Linked DNA regions of Rattus norvegicus: region 1 is linked to region 2. The links are chromatin contacts, called in public Hi-C maps. All regions are on one chromosome and are shown on one strand. The core of a region is the stretch at or near the end of the contact, and the rest is flanking DNA. Distances in the headings are between cores, read along the strand shown.

What was found. Hi-C and Micro-C count contacts between places; a contact is called where the count stands out from the background.
Region 1: a Hi-C map of liver shows a contact between it and region 2, with 4 times the contacts expected there. The contact joins the promoter of Arhgap6 here to the enhancer-like site in region 2. A contact is called at or near these places in 5 of 12 Hi-C or Micro-C datasets (the Rat2 cell line, hepatocytes, liver and 1 more).

The regions. Positions count from the first base shown.
Region 1 is chrX:28,788,595-28,794,166 of GRCr8, forward strand. It overlaps Arhgap6 (Rho GTPase activating protein 6), which reads right to left and starts at 3,136. Exons shown (of 13, transcript NM_001427045.1): 1 at 2,930-3,136. The coding sequence starts at 2,974.
Region 2 is chrX:28,749,850-28,755,510 of GRCr8, forward strand. All of the region lies in intron 1 of Arhgap6 (Rho GTPase activating protein 6), which reads right to left. Among named protein-coding and RNA genes, the nearest start is that of Arhgap6, 39 kb to the right of the region's middle. Within about 2 kb of position 3,167, at least 1 of the 93 cell types and tissues checked has an H3K27ac peak or open chromatin away from gene starts, as enhancers often do. A contact at or near this core is called in liver, where this site is marked.

The DNA of each region.
Region 1 (5,572 bases), core at 1,886-4,385, 39 kb after region 2:
TGATACCCTGTAGTTTCTCCAGAATTGTGGCCAAAAACATTGGTTCATTAATTACATCCTGGTTACATATACTCTATTTCCTATAAACTCCATCTAACCTAAATCTGATAGGTTTGGTACTTAAGCCTCTCTGCAATACGTCAACTGCTTGCTACATCCTTCCTAACTGTGTACAATACAGGTCATCTTCTCCCATTTCTGTTAGAAGAAAAGATTCATTTTAGATATACCTTACTCTGACTTCAATCTGGAGCCAGAGTAAGCATCTCAAAATCTGATCAAGGCATTAAAGAGGTATCAAGGACAACACTCAGCTGGAATGATTAGATAGCCAAAAACTGAATGTGGGAAAATCACACAAGGAGCACTTTGAATAAATATATAAGCTGCTATCACATTCTACTGTAAAAAAATAAAGAAAAACATTGTGGTACCATACTTTGGAAAAGTACCTGATACTACACACATCCGATGCTCTTATCACTTATGCATTTTTTCAGTGATGGTTAAAGTGGATCTTAAGAGGCAGATGAAGTGTCCTGTGTCTTGGAAATTGCTCAAATAGCTAACACACAATAGATACTCCACATGTGTTTTTCCCTGAGTGAATAAATGGTAAGCACTTGTTTAGTATATGGACTCTCACTTTGGACAGGAAATAAAAAGCCCTGAAGTAAGTATATTAACTAGTGATCTCCTGGACTTTATTTCAGGGGAGAGAAGAGATACTAAAGACACATAGATTGGAATAATTTTCCAGGAGAGCCATAATATAGCCAAACCACATAGAACAAAGCAAGAGTATTTGAGCTGAAGGACAAAACATGCCCAGAATTATTAACATTTCAAATTAGTAAGGTACATAGTGTCCAGCTCTGAATCTTAAGCGATTAATGGTCTTGTTAATGTGAAAAGCCACAGGTTGTACTTTATAAAGAACATTTCCCCACCTCTGATGGTTTTGAAGCTGCTGGACACAACTGCTTTATCATTATAAAGGATATATTGAAATATTTAGAGCTCAGTTGCTTTCTCTCAGGAAATTCTTTCTAAAATGTTCCCCTTTCGAGTCTTAATACAAAATATCTGTGCATGACAGCCTATGTTAGTACAAAGGGCTGTTTACTAGCAAACACTCAGAGCCTAAGAGAAAACATATTACCATGAGGTTGAATATGAGTTAATTATTTTAGGAGAGAGCTGAATTAAATTAACAATATAAAATTCTTGGGCTGTGCTGATACATTTGTATATGCAGGGAGTAACCATTCATTGAATAGGTACATAAGTTTTTAAGTAAGAGCCAGTTGTCACCTTTCCTCCCCCGTGTACTAAGTAGGGGCTCAAAACCACCTGTAATCACAAATCAAAAGGCACCAGGACACACCTCAAAATATTAAAACTATGGGAAACCAGATGACAAGAGAGCACAAATAACGATTGCAGAAACCCGATTATCCTTATGACCACTTCAAAAGGTCAATCTCAGAGCCACCAGTGTCTGCAGAAATGAGTAAGCATCAGTATCTAAACAAGATTGTCACTTGACTTTTCCAGACAAACAACTATGGCTAAACCAGAGAAAGAACTGATTCTTGTTCCTTGAACCTCGGCTTTGGAAAGAAACTTAACAGTTTCCTAGCTCAGAGCCTCACCTTTCCAGTGGAAGAAAGTGACATTCAAGACATACTCAATTTACCCTAGTGGCTGATCCAGGACGAGCTCCCGGGAGCTTCTGGACCTCTGAGCCTACCACTCCTATCCACATCAAGTCCTTCCTTAAAAATATTAAATATATATTTAATATAGGGAGTGGATTGGGAAGATGTGAATTCCAGACAGCTAACTGCCTTTGCCTTACTATAAATATTGATTTTTCTTACTTGTCAGCTCTCTGTCTTGTCTGTTTTTCTCCAGTTCTTTTTTTTTTTTCAAATTGGCAGTCAAATGTTCAATCTCCACAGTGAAAAGCATGTCACCGAAAGCTCAGTAAAATAACAGACAACAGAAAAACAGAGATCTTCCAGCTCAAAACTATTGATCTTCAAAGTTGAAAATAAAATATCCAACACCTGCTGCCAGTCCCACTCCTGGCAATCTTCAGAAGTAGGGCTCATTCGTCAAATATCTCTTTAATTCCTTCTTTCCTTCCTCTCAAAAAAATAAAAAAATAAGCCTAATCTAGAATCTTGTTTGGTTAGCCATTAACATGAAACCTTGACTCCTTCAAAGGACACAAGCTCAATGAGATTTCTGTCTATCACATATGCTGGGGGTACCTACTGTGCCTAGCACAATGTTCAGCACAATAAATATTTGTAGGACCCTTAAGTCAACATAGAGAAGAGAGATCACCATTAGGTAAAAGAAGAGTCCAACAGAGGACTCCCTGGCATCCCTTGTATTAAGCAGATACTTGGCAACCTTTTGTCCCTTTGCAAACTCTTAGGGAAATGGCACAAACTCCTTCCAGGGAGTAAACTCAAAGCTCCCTGCAACATTTCTTCAGCAACTCCACTGGATTCAGATCAGTCAGCAGCCTTTACTTCTATCTAGCTTGATTCTAGTCCTTCCATTAAATCTGACCAAAGGCTGGCCACGCCCCAGAACTCCTACATTTTAGTCCTCAACAGTGAGGAAGCAATGGGGTCCAGCCCCAGGTAGTGGACTAAGTGACCACTGCTCAAGTAACAGGAACAGGGACACTCTGTGCACTGATTCTTACTCAGGGATTTTGAGGAGTGGTTGAGTTAGTTCTGGAGCAGGTGGCACTCCCGTGTGAAGTACCCGGCACACCCGATTTCCCAAGCCCTATTCCCTAGCCAAAAGACCTCTGAGAACCAAGGATCCCATCACCTCCACACAGTTTCCTTTTGCCAGCCAAGTGGCGCCCCCTTTCGTCTCTTCGCCTGTTGGGACAGTCACTTACCGCGTAGTGCAGTCGGGGCTTCTCGCTGTGGGACGGGTCCCCCATGTCCCCTCCTGGAGGAGAAGGCTCTCCAGCTCAGTCTAGGGTCCTGGCGTCTATCAAGTGGTCGCCTTACTTCACTGCCATCTCAGAGAAAGCCCTGGGCGTCAGCCCCGCAGTGCTCTGAGCGCTCTGAGCCTGAGCTTGGCTCCTAGCGTAGCTGGCACTGAGTCCTGCGGCAGAGCCTGTGGGGACCGGGAGGAGGAGGCAGCGAGCAGGGGGAGGGAGAGGAGGAGGAGGAGGGAGCGGCCAAGTCTGATGAGATGGGCGGGCGTTTAATTCCTTCCGCTCCTGGCGGGCCCCTGCTGAGGCAGTGGCCTCTGCCAGCTGTTGGAGGCTGCAGCCACAGAGGTCGCCCAAAACAGGTGTCAAGCTGGCCAATGTCCGGCCTCCTAGCACTTGGTTCCTCCCGCTGGCCGCTTAACCTGACAGTCAATACTGGGGCTTCAATACCTGTCGAGAGGAGAGCGTTCCCAGAGATATTTTTGAGTAACTTTGAAAGAGCTGGGCTCCTGTCACTGGAAGTCGATTTCCACCCGTCTCAAGGGAGGGTGGAGTTGAAGGTTTTGGAAAGTCTTGATCTAAGTCTCAAAATGCTGGGACTCTCAGAGATCTCAGGTGTGAGAAAAGGATCTAATTATTACTGTCTCCCCAGGGCCTGTTGAAGCTAGGAGAGTCAGACCAGAACGGCTGAGGGAGTTTACACTAGCCAAGCAGTGTAGGGAAGCCCGCTGAAGGGCTAGTCCTGGAGAATTTGTTAGAACAGTAGTGAGTTCGCACCTTGACTGAATCTGGGCATACACTGTAGGGCGGCATTGAACAAGGAGCTATAAAGAGGAGCACTACTGGCAAACACTGCCAAGTAAACCAACTCGTTTTTAGCACACACACACACTGGAGCTGCACAATAACTCGTACATTTGACTTCTGCTCTAAAATCCTTCCATGGAAACCTGTCCTTTAAAACACCTCATTAAAAAAAAAGTCACGAAGTTTCCTCAGAAAGAAAGGCAGAAGAGGTACAGGATATGGGGTGGGGTGGGGGAAGGGTCTGGAGATTGAGTAAGAGGCTCCAGAACCATGCAGTCAACCTATTCAGACCCCAGCTGGGTTAGTTGTTACATAGAAAGTGGATTTGGGGATTAATTTTACTAGTTCTACAATATCCCACTATACTAAATATTCAACTGTAGAAGCACCCTCTGACAGATCTTTTTTGGAGGCAAGGAGAGGAAAGTAGTTCGTGACCCCTGTATCCATTGGGGCAAGCTCATCCACCGACAGACATCTAATTATTTGAAAATAGTTAGTAGCCTACTTAGAACAAACAGTGGAAGTGTGAGCACAAAGTTTCAAGAATTCTGGCCATATCCTCCTGCATGATCTCACTGTGGCCCAACTACCTGGAAAACCGTACAGTTCTATATACTGAAGCTAAGTGCACGTCTGCCTTGTCACCCAACATTTCCTTTTGTGAATATACATAGAATAATTTACATGATCATATCATATACAATAGTGCTCATAATGCCTTCAAACATAGTTACGCACAATGGAAACAGTCCAAACACATGCACACTGATGCGTATAAATCATCTGTGGGCTTTGTACACAGTTCAGTACTACTACTCAGCAGGAAAAAAAAAGGACAATACTACCGAAGTATATAGTATGAATCCATCCTTGAAACATTATATTGGGAGAAGGAAATCAGGGGAGGCCACATTTTAACATTCCATTTCCTTATTCTGCAACTTTAATGCAAATATTGAACTGGAATAATCGTATGTGATGCATGGTGACAGAAGTCAGAATGACAGCAAGTTGGGGAATGTGAAATAGACTAGGAAGGTAGCCCATAAAAATTCGTGTTCTACACCCATTCAGAGCCTGCCCCACATTTGGCCCATACATATACAGCCACCCTATTAGACAAGATGGATGAAGCAAAGAAGTGCAGACCGACAGGAGCCGGATGTAGATCGCTCCTGAGAGACACAGCCAGAATACAGCAAATACAGAGGCGAATGCCAGCAGCAAACCACTGAACTGAGAATAGGTCCCCTATTGAAGGAATCAGAGAAAGAACTGGAAGAGCTTGAAGGGGCTCGAGACCCCAAAAGTACAACAATGCCAAGCAACCAGAGCTTCCAGGGACTAAGCCACTACCTAAAGACTATACATGGACTGACCCTGGACTCTGACCCCATAGGTAGCAATGAATATCCTAGTAAGAGCACCAGTGGAAGGGGAAGCCCTGGGTCCTGCTAAGACTGAACCCCCAGTGAACTAGTCTATGGGGGGAGGGCGGCAATGGGGGGAGGGTTGGGAGGGGAACACCCATAAGGAAGGGGAGGGGGGAGGGGGATGTTTGCCCGGAAACCGGGAAAGGGAATAAAAAGAAAAAAAAAATTCGTGTTCTAGGGTGCTATCGAGATAGTCTGCATATTTGTATGTAAAAAAAATGCCATTGCACCAAGACTTCAGCAGATTGGTGCTGCTTATACTCTGTTCTGTATGTATTTTATGCTGTCATAAAATATAAAAAAAATAAATTTAAAAATCAAACCTCTCCTCAAACAGAAATTTGCAGCCAGAATGCTG
Region 2 (5,661 bases), core at 1,917-4,416:
CCAATATCATTTAAAAGTTAAATACCTAGAAACAAAGTAATGACTTCATAGTTAAAACTAAAGAATATAAAGAAGTAGAAATCTAAAGGTACTAGACATTTGAAAGATCTCCACTTTCAAGCACTGGCTGAGTTAATATGGCGATGGTGGTTATATTACCCAAAAGGAGTAAGATCTTAAATGATGCAATTTCCATCCAAAGTCTAATGAAATTCCTCACAGGACTTAAAATTTTCCTTAAATTCATGTAAAAACACAAAAGACCATGAATAATCAAAGGAATCTTGCACAAAAAAGCAAAATAACACTGGAGGTATCACAATATCCTACTTTACATTATACTGCAGAAGCATAGTTTAAAATAGCATAATATTTTCACAGAACAGACACATAGGTTGATGGAATAGAACACAGTACTCAGCAATAACCCCACACAGCTACAGCCTACTGCTTTTTTGACAAATTGTGAAGACAGACAAAAGATAAAAGGGGAGAAGCCCTTGGTCCTGCCAAGGCTGGACCCTGCAGTGTAGGAGGATGTCAGGGTGGGAATGGGAGGATGGTTGGGGAGGGGGCACACCCTCATAAAAGAAGGGGGAGGAGGAAGAGATAGGAGGTTTATGGACAGGAAACCGGGAAAGGGGATAACATTGAAATGTAAGTAAAAGCAGATAAAAGATATCTTTTTCAACGCTTCAGCTGGTTCTGGAAAAGCCGGATATCCACATGCTGAAGAAGGAAAGGAAATTCTTACTTCTTCCTCTGCACAGAGTCATCTCTATTGGAGATGGAGCACGATGAGGGTGTAAAGAAGGGTTAGAGAAAGAGGGAAAGGGAATCAGGGAAAATGAGGTCTTTATATACGTTTTACTTGCAAATAAAATATTTTACATCAAAAATGTGGCATAAAAAATCATGCTAGTTTTAGAAAAATGGATAGAACCAGGCGATGAAAATAGCCTAGATGTCCATCGATGGATAAATGGATGATAACAATATTGGAACATTTACACAACAAAATATAAAACAGCTGTTAAGAAAAATGAAATTCCGTCAGTCCCTGTTCCACTCTTTGACCCTGCATTTCCTCCTGTGAGTATTTTGTTCCCGCTTTTAAGGAGGACTGAAGCATCTGCACTTTGCTTGTTCTTCTTGAGCTTCATGTGTTCTGTGGATTGCACCTTGGATAATTCGAGCTTTTGTGCTAATATCCATTTATCAGTGAGTGCATAACATGTGTGGTTTTTTTTTTTTTTTGTGATTGGGTTACCTCACTCAGGATGATTTTTCTAGTTCTATCCATTTGCTTATGAATTTCATGAAGTCATTGTTTTTCAGCGGGAAGAGGGAATGGTTGGGAAGGGGAACACCCTTATAGAAGAGGGGAGGGGGATAGGGGACTTATGGACGGGAAAGGGAATAACATTTGAAATGTAAATTAAAAATATCCAATATTACAAAAAAGAAAAAAAGAAAAATGAAATTACAAAAGTTTCAGGTTTATGGATCAAGCTTGAAACAATCATTTTGAGTGAAGTAATACAGGCCCAGCATGCCAGCTTTGAATGGTTAGATAAGTGTGTTTTATTTGCCATACTCACAGAGGTTGGAAAACTAACAAGCAGAAATGGGGAGAGAAGACTTTTAATGGATGGGAGAGAGAACCCTGGGATTAAAAGACCAAAAGAGGAAACAATGGAATAAGAAAGCTGAATGGGGTGGAGGGATGGGGAACATATTAAAGGAGGAATAAATAATAAAGACCTCATGAAAAACCCTTAATGCAGAAGCTTCCTAAAATATAGACCAGAAGTATATGAAAGGGCTTTAAATGGAGTTACCTTACAATAGGACAGCAATGCCCTTGCTAACAGACACAGCCTATCAAATAAAAATTCCAAAGTTGGGAATTGATTACCACTTTTGGAGTTGTGTGCCAGTTAGGTCCCATAGAACCCCTAAATACGTCAACCTATTGCCACTAACTACTTTTGCTTACCCACCAGACTTTGATAGTAAGACATGACTTCAGATAATATCAGTTACTTGACTCAAAGAACATGGAGAAATCAAGCTGGTGTTGACCTGGGAGCTTCATCTTTACAGGCGAGATTTCACAGTGCTGGAAGGTACTATGCATATTACTGGAGAACAATAATCACCAGTCATACCCAGTTGTGGACCCTGCACACTATATAATAATGACCTGCCTGGAAGAACCTGCACACTGGTGCAGTCTCAGCATGTATATTACCTTATCTTATATAATTTCTAGTTAAATATTTTGTCTTCATAAACATTGCTTCTTTGCATAGGTGGCAGTGGGTAATGAAGAAACTCACATCTCATCAAAATGCATAGTAGACTTTGTCAGTAGAGTACTCAACCCAAAATGAGACATCCCTATTGCATAAGCTTGGGGATTATTGAGGTGAAGGAATGGAAAGGCTGTAAGGACCACAGAGCAGGGAGGATTGTAGAAATACAGCATCTTCTGGCCATGACAAGACACATTAACTCAGCTGTGGTCGGGGTTGCCTGCAAAAGTTCAACCCTGTCTATACTCTTGCAATGGGGAAGAAAGGTTCCTAAACCCCCACATATAACCAAGGTGCTCTTGATAGATGATGTCATTTAAGGAAGGAAGAAATGGTTTTCTTTAAGGGTATAGCCCTGGTAGATTGAACACACTCTGCTGGATGGGCCATCCACCTATGAGTAAAAGGGCAGCACAAGATTGTATTTAGTGAGCTATTTCCACAAAAAGAGAAGTTGGGAATGTGGGGCTAGATGCTGGAGAAATTACAGGAAGTGATAGGGGAGGAGTATGATCAAAATACAGTTTATGAAATTTTCAAAGAATTAATATATGCAATTAAAATTCTATGACATTTTTTTACATTTATATAATGTATTATGCTTACTCCCCTGACCCTCTCTTACCTCCCTTCCTCTTCCCCAACCTCTTCCCTACAAATATGTTTCCCACATTCATAACTTTTTGTTGTTTTGTCTAATGTCACACTGAGGTTGACCCTAGCCATCTATGTGACCATTGGCTTGGAACTATTGATTGAAGCCTGATGGCTCACCAGCAGCTACACGGTGCAACACTACACCTCCCCCTCTCCTAGAATCTGCTAGTGGACAAGAGTTAAACAGTACACAAAAGGGCCTCATGAATGCCTTCTCTAAACACAGATGACTGTTGACCAGCCGAGTCTTGTGCAGGCCCAGTGCCAGGAGGCACAATTATTGTGAGCTCATGATGGCTATGACCACAACTTACTTGGACGATGACATGCCACAGATTTTCTCCCAATCTTCACTCTTATACTCCTTCTGTCTCTTCCTTTTGAACTATCCCTCAGCTTTAATAACTAGATAAAGCTAGTCCTAAAAGCAATGGCTCCCTAAACAAAATCTCCAATGCTAAATGAGAAATAACACCATAGAAATTATTGACCAGGGAGGTCACAGAGATTCCACAAATCAATTCAGACTCTTGTCATTACTCTGAGTTGCTAAGCAGAATTACTTGACATGACCTATTATTGAAGACTCCACATATCGGATGTGTGATACTTTCAGGTTCCATATTAAGCTGTGAATATGGCTCAGTGCTAGCATGCTGGCTAAATATGTTTAAGATCCTGAGTTCAATCTTCAGCACCATAAAAATACTCAACCAAGTGCATTCAAACTTAGTGTGTCCAACACTATAAGTTTTGCTTCTTACACTGATTCCTTGAAGAAATAAAAATATAATGAATGGGAAAATGCGTTGTCTTTCAAGTAGTTATTCTAAATTCCCTGTGATCTAAGCAAAGATCCATCTGTGATTAATACAGAAACATCCCACTGATCTAAAAACCAGACTTCCAAAACATTCAACTTTCTAAAATCAGAAGGAAAAAAAGACATCTGAATAACAATCAGAATTGGCCACAGAACCTGGGGTTGGATCTCTAAGCAAAAGGAATGAGCAGGACCTCGGGCCCAACAAACGTTACGCGAAATTCAGTCATATCTAAGCAACTGTACAGGGCCACTGTGTGCAGAACTAGCAACTGGAATATCTGCCACAAATCTTCTGACTATGGCCATGAACTGTATGTAAAAACCTTATTCTCTACAAGAGGTACTTGTATGCTGGTAAGTTGTTTAAACTGTGGTTCTCTATAAAAAAGATAGTTTGCCAATTTTCATATTTTATGGCAGATTTCAAGGCACCAAGATAGGACATGGACCATGAGCCTTTGAAGAGATTTACACAATTGGTTTTCCAGGCAGTTCAAGTTGAAATGAGGAAAACATTAGTTGCTACAGGAAATACAAGGCAGGCCTAAGGCCCAGGAGGAGAAATAAATTTCCCTTATAAAACATTTTGTTCCAAGGATTAGCAAAGACAGAAGGTAGCTGTTGCTATGTGCTAAAATAAGATATTAATTCCAGTGGCAAAATCATCTTGGGTAATCAAAAATTGAGTACATAACTATTTCCCTTGTCATTTTCTTCCAAAAATAATTATGTGAGTAATTTCATTATTAATGACTACATTATATACATATGTATATATATATATATATGTATACATACACAGACACACAGACACACACACACAGACACACACACACACACACACACACACACACACACACACACACATATATATATATATATATATATATATATATATATATATATATATATATATTCAAAAGGGAAGGCATGGCCAAGTAAAATTATTTAGTTTCTCTTACTCTCATGATTTAGCCTATGACTCACCCTGTAGGACTGTTGTCATCTCAGTGAACTAGAATCCTTATTCTTTATAGTAAAAGCATAAGATTTCACTAAGGATTCTATTGCTTTCCATAGAAAGGAGTGTAAATGTGGAAATGTAATCTGTTCAGGTCATCACAGTACAGGCAAAGAAACCCTAACCAAAACTCTAGCTCTCGTTGTCAAACTTCTCTAAAGCGAAGCAGCCAACCAGATTCTAGCTATGATCATGGCACAACGGAAGGCCTTTCCTGGATGTTTTCTAAAGTAGCAGACATCTTGTTTACTCAGTATAGCATGAATTTCAAAATTTCTCTTCAATTATCCTTCTTTTACCTTGAAGCAAAATAAAGAATTTAAAATGATTGTGCACTCACTCCCTACTCTGAAGTATGTAAAAATTAAAGTTATCTTTTTGAACTGTAAAAACTGTATACTTTTAAAACCATATTCAACCACATTTCTTTTTGTTCAAAGATTTTTACTGAGTGCTTACAATATCCAAGACTATTTTGTTATTTTTGTTAAATATGAAAGTTAATTCTGACTTATTACTTGATGTGACTATAACATAGGTATTTATAAATAACTTCTAAAATAAATTCCAAGAAAAGGTACATTATTTTGAATTTAATAAAGCCTATATAATGTTTACTATCCTTGTTACATTTGTTTGATATAAGGTTATTATTTTAAAAATATCTCAAAGCCAAATTTAAAATGATATCTCAGAACCAATTTGGAGACATTTCCTTTTAAAACAGTGTATTTTCTGACTTTATACCTTGCTGGTACAAGGATATGCAATGCTCTACTAAATTTAAAATAGTCAAGAATGTCTAAATATTGATTAGCATCCACTACTTTTTCACATTC